Linked DNA regions of Capra hircus: region 2 is linked to region 1. The links are chromatin contacts, called in public Hi-C maps. All regions are on one chromosome and are shown on one strand. Each heading gives the region's core, a stretch centred on a gene start, on an enhancer-like site or on the middle of the called end of the contact. The rest is flanking DNA. Distances are from core to core; before and after follow the strand shown. Region 1 holds the start of SEC16A (protein transport protein Sec16A). Region 2 has its middle 39 kb from the start of EGFL7.

Region 1 (7,174 bases), core at 2,953-5,452:
AAGAGGAAAAAAAAGTTAGCATAAAATCCATTTATTCATAGTCCTGGCTACAATCAGGAAAATTGAGAAAGATGAAAAAAACGGGAAAACAGTTTTGCATCTTGTAAGTCCTGAGGGATACACCCACCCCTCGCCCACCCCTGAGAGGACTGCTATCCTGGGAGCAACAACACCGGCCTGGATGCCAAGGCTGGCCGTGCTGGGGCCGGCCAAGTGACTTCAGACAAGTCACTGCCCTTCTGTGAAATTCAGTTACGCCACCAAGCTACATACCCATGTGGAATGCCCACTGCCTCCACAATGCCCTCAGCAAGCTGGCAGGGACCAAGCAGAACCCAACACGGGGCACCAGGTACACAGTGCCTCCACATTTTCCGACAAATTATCACTAAGTCCGGAAAGAGCCGCCTCCTTTCTTAAGATCACATATCGTACTTTTCACACAGGTTAATTTTATATTTGGAAAGGAAAACCAAAGTTAAAAGCCTGCTTCTCCATTTTAACTGAAAAGCGTTATAAAGCACAGAGTCAGGTAAGCTGCAAAATAACAACTATCTGAATTATATGTGCCTAAAACGCCTTTTATCCCAGCCTGTAAAATGTCTCCTTTTCCACACTGTGACGGGTTGCACACCATCAGCAAAACAAGCTGCGTCTGATGACTGGAGTTGTAACAACTATGCCTGGAATGAAAATACCAAGTAACCATAAATCAGTGCTAAAACTGAGCAACTAAGTTCATTCAAAACTTGTCAGTAATAAGCAGACGGCCCTCAAGCCCTTTGCGGAAAACAAAGGAGCAGAAATCCTCCTTACAGCGTCTTCTGTGGTTGTTTGTTTTTTAATAAAACATACTAAGTATAATCTTGAACAGTTAATCTGCACTTTTAAGACAAAAATCCAAGTACCGTCTTTTTACAAATTCCTCTTCTGTGTCAGCCCTCCTCCCCAGCGACACCCTCACAAATGGATTAAGGGGAGCCGCATCACAGAAAAGAGCCGCTACCAAAGGGAGAAATGACAGGAGGACTCTGCAGTGTAATCTACATGTTTCTACAAGTGTACCACATTTCTGTCCTTGGACAAAAGAAATTCTGGCAAAAGGAAAAGTGAATGAATGCACATTAAATCCAGTCATTTACTAACGAAAGCTGTCCGCTGCAACTACTGCTCAGACAGGGCCTTCTCCCGGGCCAACAGGGAGTCCTTTCCAACAGACAAGCACTTTGACACTCACTTAGATTTCATGGAATTAAATATACAAAGAACTGCGTCAGGGACTTCCTTTGGTTCTAAGCTGTCGTTTTAAAATGAAGAACACTTACAGCTCAGCTTTACATGGACCCAGGGGAGAAGAGCAGAGCCTCTTCCTCTTACATGTGAAAGGGAGGCACCCAAGGCCTCTTCCAAAGACATGGCCTCCTCCTTGGAAGGCTTCAACAGGAAACCCTCAATCACACTAAACAGCACATATTAAAAACTAAAATACAGAGCACAGGCCCACAGGATTAATCCCTCAAGTGTCACCGTGAGAAAAGGACTGGGCGCCAGCTGAATGGCCCAGCCGCACCGCTGCTCCGTGGGTGACCCGATTCCTTCATCTATAAAGCAAGAGAGCTGAAATGATGGTTTCAAAGTTCCTTCTGGGTTTAATCTTATGAAATTCTATTCACAGTGGATTCTGGGAGGCCCTAATCCCTACGGCTGTTTACGAGCGAAATCTTATCTGAATCTAAATTTCACAAAACATTTATACTCATTTATTTTCCTTGCAGAAACTTTCTTAGCATTATTTTCTCAATTCCTAAGGATCACTTCATAAGCAGACACTATCACTTCCCTCCAAAGTAGCTTCCCCTTCTCCCCCTGACCACTAAGAGCTTTTCAACAATAAACTGTTTCATTTGGAACAATCTTCTGCCTTGAACATTATTCTTTTCATCTTTTTCTCTATTCATCAGCAGAAAAACAATGCAAGCACATATCGTTTATCTCAACTATAGGGACTTTCATTCTGTCCAGTAAGTCATTCTGTAGCCTCAGGTCATCTAACTTTAAGAATGGCAGACTGCTTCAAAGAAACCAGCTGATCTTCCTAAAGATATATTATTCATAACTGTAGCTCTTCAATTAAGCTGCCCTGGATCTACCTGAAATAAGCACAACCTGTTTCAATATAAATTCCTGGCTACTGAACTGAGATAATGAAAGCACACCTCTCTCCTGCTAGGGCAGCCGCCTCAGGCACGAGCATGAAGCCAACCGGAGCTCCAAGAAGTGCTGGGGGGTCCAGGCTCTGCCCGAGGCGACTGCCACACGACGTATCCATCAGACTATGGCGTACCGGGCACAAGGACAGCACAGACCCCAACACTGCTGAGTACAGAATCAAACACTGAGATGCTAGGGAAAAGGAAGGGGGTTTCTCAACACTGCCCAAAGCAACAAAGAGCCAAAAGGACACTCTGACGTTAAGTCAAGATGCTTACAGAGGCTGGAGGGAACCGTGTTAAAATTTACACGCTACCCTAAAGAAAACTTTTGAGACTTAAACTGCAGTAACTTGCTGTTAAGGCATTATGAGTCACAAAGAACAAGAAAGAGAGGACTTTTTGCCTCCTGCTGGATCTCTATAAGACAAGAGCACCCGGAACCCTAAGAAAGAGCATTGCAGTGGGGCGGGGGAGGTGGGAAGAAGGGCAGTGCAGACACCTGAACAAGTGTCACCCTAGGAACAACTGTTTGTGACTTAAGTTTGCTTCTTAACCATTTCCGGGGACGGGAAACACCTTTCTAGTTAACCTCTACATCGAACAAAATCTTAATAAGCAACCCAACCACCAAGCCACTTAAAACTTTACGTAAAACAGCAAAACTGATTTTAGGTGGCTGTCTCACGTCCAAGACGAGCAACCCAACCACCAAGCCACTTAAAACTTCACATAAAACAGCAAAACTGATTTTAGGTGGCTGTCTCACGTCCAAGACGCTCTACAATAATACTTTCATCACAGAAAGGGCAGGTTGGTGGACACACTCCTCTGCCCCTTGATATAAAACACAGCGCCTGACCTCGGTTGCAACATCTTGGTGACCTCCCCACGAGATTACCAATAGACTCAACAAGGCTGTAGTTCCTCGGTTCAAATGTCAATGTACCTCAACGCCGGCACGGCTCAGCAGAAACCACACCGCGGACCCTTCGAAGCAAAGGGCACGCTAAACTGTGAAAGGAATCCCCGAGATGTTTCTGCTCTCTATCAGGTCTGGCTTTTCCTCCAGCCTTTCCAACATAACCCCACACCGAGACCACAACGGCCAGGGTTCACACAACTGACCCGACAGCCTGTGCAGGTGTGGGGCCACGTCAGCACTCATGGTGGTCGCCTGGCCTGCTCGGCCCGCAGGCTCCCGCCCGAACCCCCCGGCGCCTCCGCCCGAGGTTCCCGGCGGCTCCCCGGAGACGCTCCCGTTCGCTTCGAGCTGGGCCCGGTCCAGTCGCCTCCCTCCGCCCCAACCCCGACCCTCACCGGCGCGCTGCAGGGAGGCCGAGGCCCCCGCCGGCTCCTGCCCGTTCGCTCCGCGACCCCCGGCTCCGGCTCCTCAAGAGCCGCGCGAAGAAGACGGCTCGGCGGTTGCGACAAGCGCCGACACAGCAGCAGCGGCAGCCATCTTGGCACATCCGGCTCCGGGGGCCGCGGCCTCCGCTCCGCCGACGTGTCCGACAGAGACGTCAGCGCGCGCCACGCCCCTCGCAGGGGCCCTCGGGACGCCCCGCCCCTGCCGTATCCAGTCCAGCCCCATTCCCATGGCCCCGCCCTCAGCCCCGCCCCTGTTCTCAACGGCCCACCCCTGGGCCCCGCCCCTTCCCCTGGCGCATCCAGTCCCGCCCCATTCTCATGGTCCCGCCCCTCATCCCCGCCCCCCGTTCTCCACCGCCCATCCCCGGGGCCCCGCCCCTCGCCCACCTGCCCGGTCCGGCGCGCGAGCACCGCTCTGGGACGTCGCACGGGTTATGCTGGCTCTTTCTTCCGGCCTCTTCTGGCCTGAGGATGTGAGAAGAGTCGGGAGCCTTCCAGCATACCCAAGGAAAGGCTCAGTCTTGAACGCCAGCAGGTACCCCAGCCGAGAGCGGCTACCGGGCTGCTCCGAGAACCCGAGGGGCGCCTTGGCGCAGGCGCGTTCCTCGCGTCCTGCCGTTGGACTTCCGAAGCCAGAGAGACGGGCGGAAGGCCACCGAGCATGCGCTGCCCGCCCCCGTGGGCTGCGCGTGCGCGGCTCGCGGCGGCGCGCGGGTTGCCTAGTTACCGCCCCGGGCTGCGGGGTCTTCCAGATCTGCCCCGCAACCTTGTTCGGGCTCACCGGTAGCTCTCTGGAAGCCCTCCCGCTGCGTACCGATGGAGCAGGAAGAGACACGGCCTGGCCCCCAGTCCACAGCCACCCAGGCTCCCGCTTCGGGAGGGTCGTCCTGTGCACCTGCGGTCCCCAGCCGCCGCACCCCGGCTCGGCCGTGGCCTTCCGCGGACACGTGCTCTGCCTGGTCGCTTCCTTCCCCGCGCTCCCCGGCGCTGGCCGCGCAGCCTCCGGACCCCCTTTTGTCCGCCCTAAACCCCATCAAGGCCCCTAACTCTCCTCCCAGTGAGCGGCGTTAGCCTAGTGATGCCCTGGGGACGGAAGCTAGGGTCTCTGTGTGGTTTCCCCGAACCGTTGTCGAGTGGATATTTGTGTTGAAAGACGGCGACCCCGAGGTACCGAGTGGCAGGCTGGGCCGCTGGGCCTCACTCTCTTGTGCCTCCTTGTGGTCGCTCCCCCTTCCCGGTGTCCACCCGGAGACACCATCCGATTGCACTCATAGAGGCTCTTAGGGAGGAGAGGATTCTGCCATTGGGAACCTCATTCTCCCAGTGAGAAAAGGCAGGTGAAGAAGCCGCCAGCCTGCCCTAGGGCACTCACCTGCCGCCGGCCTGGCACAGGGAAGAGCCGCAGCCTGTCCGGCTGGCCCCAAGGCCTTACGGAGGGCAGAAGGGGTGGCACGTGGGGCTTGTCCACTTGTCCCCCACCCAGCCACTGAGCTCCCAGCAGCGCTGCCCGCTGTGCTTTGGCCTGACTGGGGTGGGAGGGCACCCTGGGCGCTGGTGGGACCCAGGAGCTTGGGAAGAAGGAAGGAGTGTGGTTCTATTTGTTGGCAAGGGAGCAGCCACGCTGTCAGCGCCCTGGGCGGGTGTGGGGAGACTTTCAGCCCATCTGACGTGGCCACTGTGCTAAGCTAACATTTGCCTTGCAGAAGTCAAGCTCCCAGCCTGTTCAAACACAGAGTTAGGGAACACGCAGTAGAACACAGCCCTGGGCCCCACCACTCCGTCCCCTTCTTCCTGGTGGTCACTGTGTTCTGTAGTGACTGAAAGTGAAAGTTTAGTCACTCAGTCGTGTCTGACTCTTTGCGACCCCATGGACTGTAACCTACCAGGCTCCTCGGTTCACCGGATATTCCAGGAAAGAGTACTGGAGTGGGCTGCCATTTCCTTCTCCAGGGGATCTTCCCAAACCAGTGATCAAACCTGGGTCTCCCACATTGTAGGCGGATGCTTTACCGTCTGAGCCACCAGTCTGCAGTCGCTAGTCCCAGCAAACCACCCTGTAGGGAGATGTCACTGTTCCCACCCACCCCCACCCTCACCCTGCAGGGAGAGCAGTGACTCTTCTAGGGTCAGCACTCCTCAAGTTGAGCTGAAGAGCTCGAGCCCAGACTTCCCCTTTGGTGACTCGAGGAGCCCTGTGGTCAGCCCCACTGAGGTCTAACCTGAAGACACCGGAAGCAGCAGAAAGCAACCTGCCCAGGGCAAATTGGAGACCTCAGGGCCCTGGGCAGGATGTGAAAGAGACATGGTGTCGACTTCTACGGAGTGACTCTAAGGAAAGTCGTGATCAGGGCTTAGGGCTTCTTCCCCTCCCTTCCTCTCTCCCTCTTAAGCCTCTGTGTGGAATCCCTCTGTGGTTCTATCTGTAGCCTGGTGTGCAGGAGAGGGTTCCTGGGCCCACTGCTGAGCCATCAAGCCTCTGGGCCATGGAGGCAGGGCTCTGAGTCACAGACCATCTGCTTTAAGACCCAAGCTACTGCCTAGGTGCGGTGTGCCGTTCGTCACCTTCCTTGACCTCATCACCCTGGGTTTAGGCAGGGCAAGCACCTGGGCAGTCTGGGGGCTGAAAAAGGGTACTTTTGCCACATGTGAACCGGGGGGTGCGCCACCGTGACGGCCAGTGCTGCTTCTGACTTGGCAGGCACCCCTCCTTGTGTCCACTCCTCTCTCCTTTCTCCCAGCCCCTCCCCTGCCTCATACTTGGAGGCTGGATACAAATGTTACCATCTCCAGAAGTGGGCTAGAATCAGCCACTCTCTCCTGGGGGCACAGTTGGCATCTGAGCTGTAGTCACTTACCCAGAGCACAGGGGACACAGGACTGCTGTGGACAGAGGCAGAGGCCGGGAGCTGGGCTGTCCTGTCACACTATGTGCCTCTGCCCCCAGCCTGCACCTTCCAGGGTGGCTGCTACAAACCAAGGTGGGCTCCAAGTACAGAGGCCATGCCTCGGCGCCAAGAACGTGAACTGGCTCAGTGACAGCCTTACTTGTTGCAATGAAAATATGTTGGACATATTGGGTTAAATAAAATACACTATTCGAGTTTATTTCATGTTTCCTTTTAATGTAGCTGCCAGGAAATTTAAAATCCCACCTATGGCTGGCATTGCATTTCCATTGGACAGTGCTGGTCTAGCTGTTGAGCACGTTGTCGGGGGGTCAGAGGCCCCCCTCAGTATCCCCTGATGACCAGCCTACCGGGCAGACCTCACCGGGGCCCTTGGGCAGCCGTCTCAGGTGGTCTGTGGCCAGGAGCCCGTGCCCCTCTCTCTATTCAGGGCATCAGGTGTGACCCGTGGGTGTGTGTAGGGCAGGTCAGTTGCTCTGCTTCAGCCCTGACCACCCCCTCAGTCCTGGATGCTAAGGCTGAGGGCGTGGGAGGCAGCCTGCCCGGCTCGGCCTGGGAGAAGGGGCGACCTCTGTGAGACGGGGCTGGCTGGGTGGTCCAGGCAGAAAGCGTGTCAGGGCCTCAGAGGTGGGAAGAGCTGCAGGGAGGGCTTCCAGAGAGGGATGGGGCTGAGGCGGACTGCACGAT
Region 2 (6,799 bases), core at 2,819-5,318, 120 kb after region 1:
CTGCAGTAGCTTTGACTCCATCCTGCTTGCCACCCAGCTCCGCCAGCCCGGCGGTGTCAGGGATTCATCACTATCGTTGCGCTTTAAGAGGCAGCAAGAGAGGATGGTCTGGGGAGACCCTCGGGACTGCGGTGGGTGGGAGTGCTGAGAGACATCAGGGGTGCAGGGGAGGGTGTGGGGGCTTGGGGTGAATCTCGGCCTTAGGGTCCAACGGGCCTGGAGGGTGGGGGGTACCGAGACAGGACAGGAGATATGCAGGCCCAAGTGCGCAGGCCAGAAGTGGTGCGGGTGTGGGTCTGAGCTCGGGATGGTCCCTGAGGCAGAAAGTGGACACGTCGGCCCATGGCTGTCGGTTGGAGCTGGTGGGGGGTCTTCGGGAGGGAGTCCTCCCCAAGGGCAGTTGGTACAGAAGGACCCTCAACAGGTGCCAGGGCCAGAGGGCTTGTCTGGGCTGGGAGGGGCAGGTTTAGGGCGAGGAGCGGTGAGCCCAGGGTGCCAGGACGGGGGGGTCCCCGAGCCAGAGCCCAGGGAGGGGACAGGGGCGTGCCGGGGTGGGGTGGCTAGGACAACCCAGCCGCAGGGGCGAGCCCACGGTCATGATCCCCAGGGCCGGCCATCAGGGTGATCTTTGGGGGCGTCTGGGACAGACTGTGGGGCTTTGCTGGGAGCCTTACTGCGGAGGCAGGGAGTGGGGAAGGGCCCCAAGAGGAGGCAACCCCACCCAGTGAGGGGGCCTCAGGTGAATCTCTGCCTCTCTGGCCCTGAAAGCCTCGCCTGTGGGCTGGGAACAGAGCGTGGAGCTGCTGCAGGGTGGAGGAGACCGTGGATGAGAAGAGGCGCGTTTGGGAGCAGCTGTGAGGGAGATGCTGGATTTGGGCAATCGGGAGCCTGGGAGCTGGCAGTCAGCCACTCCAGGGGTGCCCTGGGTGGGGAAGGCGAGCAGGAGGCCTCCTGGACAGGTGCAGGGAGGGGCAAGCCAGGGCTGGAACCTGTATTTCAGGGCAATAAATTCCCCACCAGCCGAAACCAGAAGAAAGGGATGAGAGAAAGGAGACGCGAGGTCCGGGCCTGCTCAGGCCCAAAGGGAGGCTTTTCTGAGGCCCATGGGCAGCTGGGCAGAAGCTGAGGGTGGGGCGGGGGGTCTGCTGGGGCCCCTGGTGGCCGCCTGGCTAATTACTCTGCAGAAGTGTGGAGGAGGGCCTGGCCTGAACGAAGCTTCAGTCTTTTAAAGGACAAGGCAACATGAACTTATCTTTACTGTCAGGCACCACGCGTAGGCCGACTCAATGGGCATAATTTTGAGCAGACTCTGGGAGGTGGTGAAGGACAGGGAAGCCTGGCATGCTGCAGTCCATGGGGTCATAAAGAATTAGACACAACTCAGTGACTGAACAACGATATGCATGGGGGGCTTCCCTGGGGGCTAAGATGGTAAAGAATCTGCCTGCAACGCAGGAGACCCGGGTTCAATCCCTGGATTGGGAAGATCCCCTGGAAAAGGGAATGGCTACTCGCTCCAGTATTCCTGCCTGGAGAATCCTATGGACAGAGGAGCCTGGTGGACTAATGTCCATGGGGTCGCACAGAGTCAGACACGACTAAGTAACTAACACACGATGAAAACACATGTGTAGGACCGGCCATAAGACGGCGGAAAGGCCACAGGCTGCGAGGCGTCCACCCAGGGCAGCTCCGGCTCCGTGAGAACCACATGGCAGGGAGCAGAGCTGGGGGACTGGGTAGCCGCCAGCACAGAGCTCCAGGCCGCCCGCCCGCCCGTGTTTTCTCCTTTCTTCCCTCCCGTGCGTCTGCTGGTTTGCCTGTGCCGAGCAACACAGCCTGTTTTGTCAACGAGCGCCCTTTGGTTGAGGTCAGGCCCGGCCCCACACGTGCTACCTGCCCTGCCTCGGCCGCAGGCCAGCACCCCCCAACCCCAAGGGCTCGGAGACCAGGGTTTGGGAACCCTGGCGCCTGCACTCCCCCCCCCGGGCCGGGGGCGCTCACAGGTCACAGATGAACCACCTCCCCCATCCTCACTCCTTGAGCGAAGCCATCACCCTTCCTGCAGGTGAAGTAAAGGAGGCAACCAGCAAACATTTAGGGACACCGCATCAGTGCCGAGGCCAGCAGAGGAGAAAGAGGACGCAGTGTCCCCGAGCAGCCTGAAAGGGCCCCTGCTGGACAGGCAGGGCGCGGGGTGGCTGTGAGTGTGCAGGGCGTAGCAGCAGGTAGGCCGGACGCCCTATCGCCTAAGGAGGCTGAGGGCCCGTTGAGGCAATGTAGTCTGGGAGGACTTTTGGGGGGAGGAAGAGGAATTTCAGGGGCGCGAGGAGGCTAGGCACTTCTTTTGACTCCAGTTTTCCCCATGTGAGGAGGGAAGATGCTTGTCCTATTGGCTGATCAGGTTTGTTTAGCTTCGATTTTTGGAAGAGAGCAGATGAGCCCATGGACAAGAAGTTTCTAGGGCTTCTGCTCCCTCCGTGTGGGTCTGTTTCCCATTTGCACAGTGGGTCCAAGAGGCTTCACGTCCCAGGGTTCACTGGCGAGCCCCGGAGACATGTAGGCTGAGCCCTGGGCAGACCGAGGCTGGTCTGGGCTCGGCACGCTCCCCACCCATCTCAGGAGCCCAGGAGGCAGCTTCTGGGACTTGCCAAGGGCTCAGAGGTCCACACCCTCCCAGCCCAGAGAGCCACTCATGAGATCGTCAGCAGAGCAAAGAGGAAGCTGGGCTGGGAACTTGGTGGTGCAAGCCAGTCCTCGGTGCTGACGACCTCAGGAGCTTGTGCAATGAAGCTGGGGTCCGGAAAGTTGGCCGCCTGTGGCTGCACGCAACCGGCAGGCCAAGGGGTCACGCCGGAGGCAGCCTGCTGGTCCCGGTGGCCCCAGGTGAGCCACCACGACAGGTCAGCCCGACTTGAGCCGGCCAATGGGGTCCCAGCCCCCACTCCGGCCACTGAGGCCTCGCTTACCACCCCCAGCTCCAGGGCCTCCTGGCCTGGGGGCTCCCAGGGTACAGGTCACCCCCCACCCCACCCTTTAGTGGCCACTGTGCTTCCCGGGGGACCCGTCCCAGCCTACTTCCTGCCATGTCGCCCTTCCGGCCCTCGGTCCCCCAGGACAGAGCAGGAGGCCTGGCCCTCGGTCAGAGCCGGGCTCTGCCTTTGAAAACAGACCTGGGTTCGAATCCCGACTGACCCTCCTCTGAGCGCACCCTGTGGCAACACCCTTCCCCCTCTGTGCATGGGGTCATGACGGGGTCATGAAGGGGGCCATGAAGGGGTCCACTCGGGGGTCATGAAGAGGTCCACTCGGGGGTCATGACAGGGTCCACTCCGGGGTGATGACGCGGGCCATGAAGGGGTCCACTCGGGGGTCATGGTGGGGTCTACTCACTGGCCAGGAGCCCCCTGAGATGAGGCCAGAGCCCTCGGTCTGGGAGGGCCCTCAGGGCTCCTTGCTGAGAGGAGAGCCCTAGGTGGGCTGGGAGGCTCTGGGGGAACCGTGCAGGGAGAAGCTGAGAGAGGTCACTGCAAGCCACGGGGGCCCAGGCCAGGGCTGCAGGAGCCGGGCCCAGGCTTCGTGTGCCAGGAAGCCGGGCTCAGCAGGGCACAGGAGCAACAATGTGGTGACCTCATGCCAGCTCCTCCCACAGCTCCTGGCTGGCGGGACTTCCCCCCAGCTTTGCCCAGCACAGGGCTGGGAGGAGGAGGCGGGGGTTACCATGTCCCCGGCACCCCCCAGCGGCGACAGCCCCCCAGAGGACAGCCCTAGAGTGAGGAGGAATGGGGCCTGCAGGCCCTCCCCCGGGACTCCCAGACCCAGGGCAGATCAGATCTGGGTCGGCTGGACCCTGGTTATCTCGGCTCCCCCAACAGGGCGCTAGATACAGAGCCCAGAGGTCCCGGCCAGGCAGGTTATCAGGAGCCACGGAGATCCTGACCTCACCAGACCCAGGCTGGGCATGGGGGTGGGGGTGCCCGAGGCGTTTCCAGCCCGCCCAGTACCCGTTATCTGGGGCAGCCTCGCCCAGCCCAAGATAATTGCCCAGAGCAGAGATAGATGCTGGGAATAAGGCCAGGCGGCCAGCTCCCAGCTGGGGAGGGAAGATCCGCCAGGCCAGGCCAGGCCACAGTAAAGGGAGGTGGGCCCCTGGGAGGGCGGCCCGGCCTCAGTGGAGCAGCTCAGCCCAGCGTTCGCTGGGAGGGGAGATGAGTTGAGTGTCCTAGTGCAGAGGAGGCCCAGGGCTGGGTTGCCCGGGGCCCAGGTATGTTGAGCAAGAACCCAGACTGGGGCTCACTCTCCCGGCTTCCTGCCCCAAGGACCATCTTCCCGCGACAGGCCACACTGTCTGCAGGCCTGGCTGGGTGTTCTCCCCTGGGAAGGAGGCTTCAGGATCGAAGGGGTGTGCCCAGCCCGGCCTGGGGCTCCCAGGGCAGCCCAGCTCTGCCAGGGACCGGCCAGCCGGAGCCCCACGCCCCAGGCAGGGCCTCCCCTGTGCCAGGCCCAGCACGTGACTCCTGGCCCGGGCAGGGGAAGGAGCCACCCGCCCCGCCCACCCGGGGCGCCAGGGGCTCGTGAGAGTGGAGAGTGCCTAGAAGAACGGGATACACAAAGCCCCTCTTCCCATGCGAAGGGCCTTCCAGGGCCCCCAGCCCGGACCCACCCGGCGCCCGGGGCTGTCTTCCTGCCCGCTCTTGCGACACTCGGTGAGGGCTGCCCAGAAACCCGATCTCAGGCTCAGGCCCCGACGTGCCCCCGCTGTCTGTGTCGTTCGGCTCCTTGCCGTGGCGGGCAGCCAGTCCAAGGCTCCGTGGAGAAGCTGTGGTCCTGCCCGCAGGTTCTCCAAGGGGCAGCAATGGGCACCACCTCCCAGGCAAAGGGGCTCTGAAACAGGACCCTCCACAAAGGCCTCTGTCGCACCAGCAGGCCAGGACAGCAGATGACAGCAGATGAAGCCAGCCCCCTGACCCTCTGGCAGTCTGGGGCGAGTCCACCCAGTGCTGGCCCCTCAGCGTGCCTACCTGGGCTGGGCCCCCACCCCGGCCTCCTCCAGAAGTGGTGCCACGCTTGCTGCTCCCCTGAGAGAGGGGCGGGGAGCCCCTCCCCTAGGCTGGGGGCTGCCCCAGGAAGCCCCCCTGTCTCCTGGGAGAAGGGGCTCTGTGCGGCCTGTGGGAAAGGGACCCTGAACACCTTGGGATGGTGTGGGATGCTAGGCGGGCATGTCCGGGCCTCAGGGGACTTCTCCAGGACCTGAGTGATCAGAGCTGGGCAGAAGCAGCAGGTCTGCCCGGGGAGGGGGCACTGGACACCCCAGGACCCTCCAGCCTCAAGCCCAGCCTCCGTCCCCCCAGCCCGCTGCTCCTCTTGGGTGGTGGGGGTGGGGCAGGCCAGGGCAGGTGGGCAGGTGGGCAGGCGACCTGATACCCTGGCTCCCTGTTCCCAGCAGTGGCCCCTGCAGGTGGGGCTGGTGACAGGGGCCTTCCTTCCTCCCCAGCAGATGTCGAAGGAGCTGCAGGGACGAGGGATAAACAAGCCGTGGGCCTCCTCCCCGTGGAGCTGCTGGAGCAGGGCCCTCACAGTGGGTTTAGTGGGGGAGGGGGATTGGCCCGGCAGCCAGAAGCCTCCTGGAGGCAGGCAGTCCCCTCTCTGCATGAGGCCCAGGGTCCTCTGGCTGCTCTCCACACTGAAGCCTGCAGGGCCGCCCTACATGGGTGTGCAGGTTGGGCACTGCGCAAGGGGCCAGAAGCCATCAGGGCAGCGGCCCTGCCTACACCAAGCATCTTTCTAAACCTCGAATCAGAGCCCCTCCTTAAGACCCGGCTTAGACCTGGAGCAACGTGCCCCCCACTCCCCACCCCAAGGGATGAAGCTTGACTGCTCTGCCCCCGCCACGCCCCTCCACGGCTCTCAGCCTGAGTCTCAGCTCCGCCATGAGCTCCGTGCTCCTGTTGCCTCTGCTGTCCCTGTCGGCACCTCAGTCACCCCGTGCTGCCACCTCCTGGTCCCTGAGACATCTTTCCCTCCCCATGTCCTGGCCTCGTAGTCTGCAGGCTCTGTCACTCTGCAACCCCACGGACGTTTGGAGAGGGCAGGGGGGCGAGAGGGGCCTGAACGTCAGGTTTTGCTGGGGAGAGGACCAAGGACTGGGGCCAAGAGTGGAGCTGGGAGGTAGGGGACATAGGGTCCAGGGAGCCTCTGATCAGGGGCACAGTCCAGAGCCAGGGCCAGCGAGCTCAGTGTCCCTCCCCACTGCGCTTCTGCTCTTATGGCCGCCCGCTGCCCGCCGCCCACTCCAAGTAGCGCTGGAATTCAAGGGCCTCCCCCAGGGCTCCTGAGAAGAGCCTGTATCTCCCTTAGCCTTGAGGGGGTCACGATGGGCCTTTGTGGGGCCTGGCCAGGCCCTCGAGACATCTGAAGCCCAGGTGACTCCGGAGGCTCACTGGGGGCCCCAGGCCCACTGACGGCGCTGGGCAGTCCCTTCTCCCCCAGCCCATCCCCACCGAGGCAGCTCCGGGTGCCGAGGGCGGCACATGCCTGGGCAGGGCCCACTGCAGCTGGCGGCTCCAAGGACAGCCGCGCTGCCCCCCGCTGGCTCACACCCCCTTGGGAGTCAGGGTTCAGGGAGGCGCCCGCCCACATCCCCCTGGCTCTGGGCCCCCACTGTCTTCTTCCCTGCTTCTTTCCAGTGAACCAGGGACCCAGACACCAGGTTTCTATGAGCCAGAGGGCTCAAGGGCCCTCTGGGGTTTGGGGCTCCCCTATGCTCCCCCACATTGGGGAGCAGCAGCCTCTCAGGCCT

Evidence for each region. Hi-C and Micro-C count contacts between places; a contact is called where the count stands out from the background.
Region 2: a Hi-C map of blood shows a contact between it and region 1, with 4 times the contacts expected there. The contact joins the enhancer-like site here to the promoter of SEC16A in region 1. A contact is called at or near these places in 3 of 5 Hi-C or Micro-C datasets (all in blood).

The regions. Positions count from the first base shown.
Region 1 is chr11:103,330,361-103,337,534 of ARS1.2, forward strand. SEC16A (protein transport protein Sec16A) reads right to left here and starts at 4,203. Exons shown (of 31, transcript XM_018056121.1): 1 at 3,969-4,203.
Region 2 is chr11:103,451,408-103,458,206 of ARS1.2, forward strand. No RefSeq gene overlaps it. Among named protein-coding and RNA genes, the nearest start is that of EGFL7, 39 kb to the right of the region's middle. Within about 2 kb of position 4,069, at least 4 of the 5 cell types and tissues checked have an H3K27ac peak or open chromatin away from gene starts, as enhancers often do.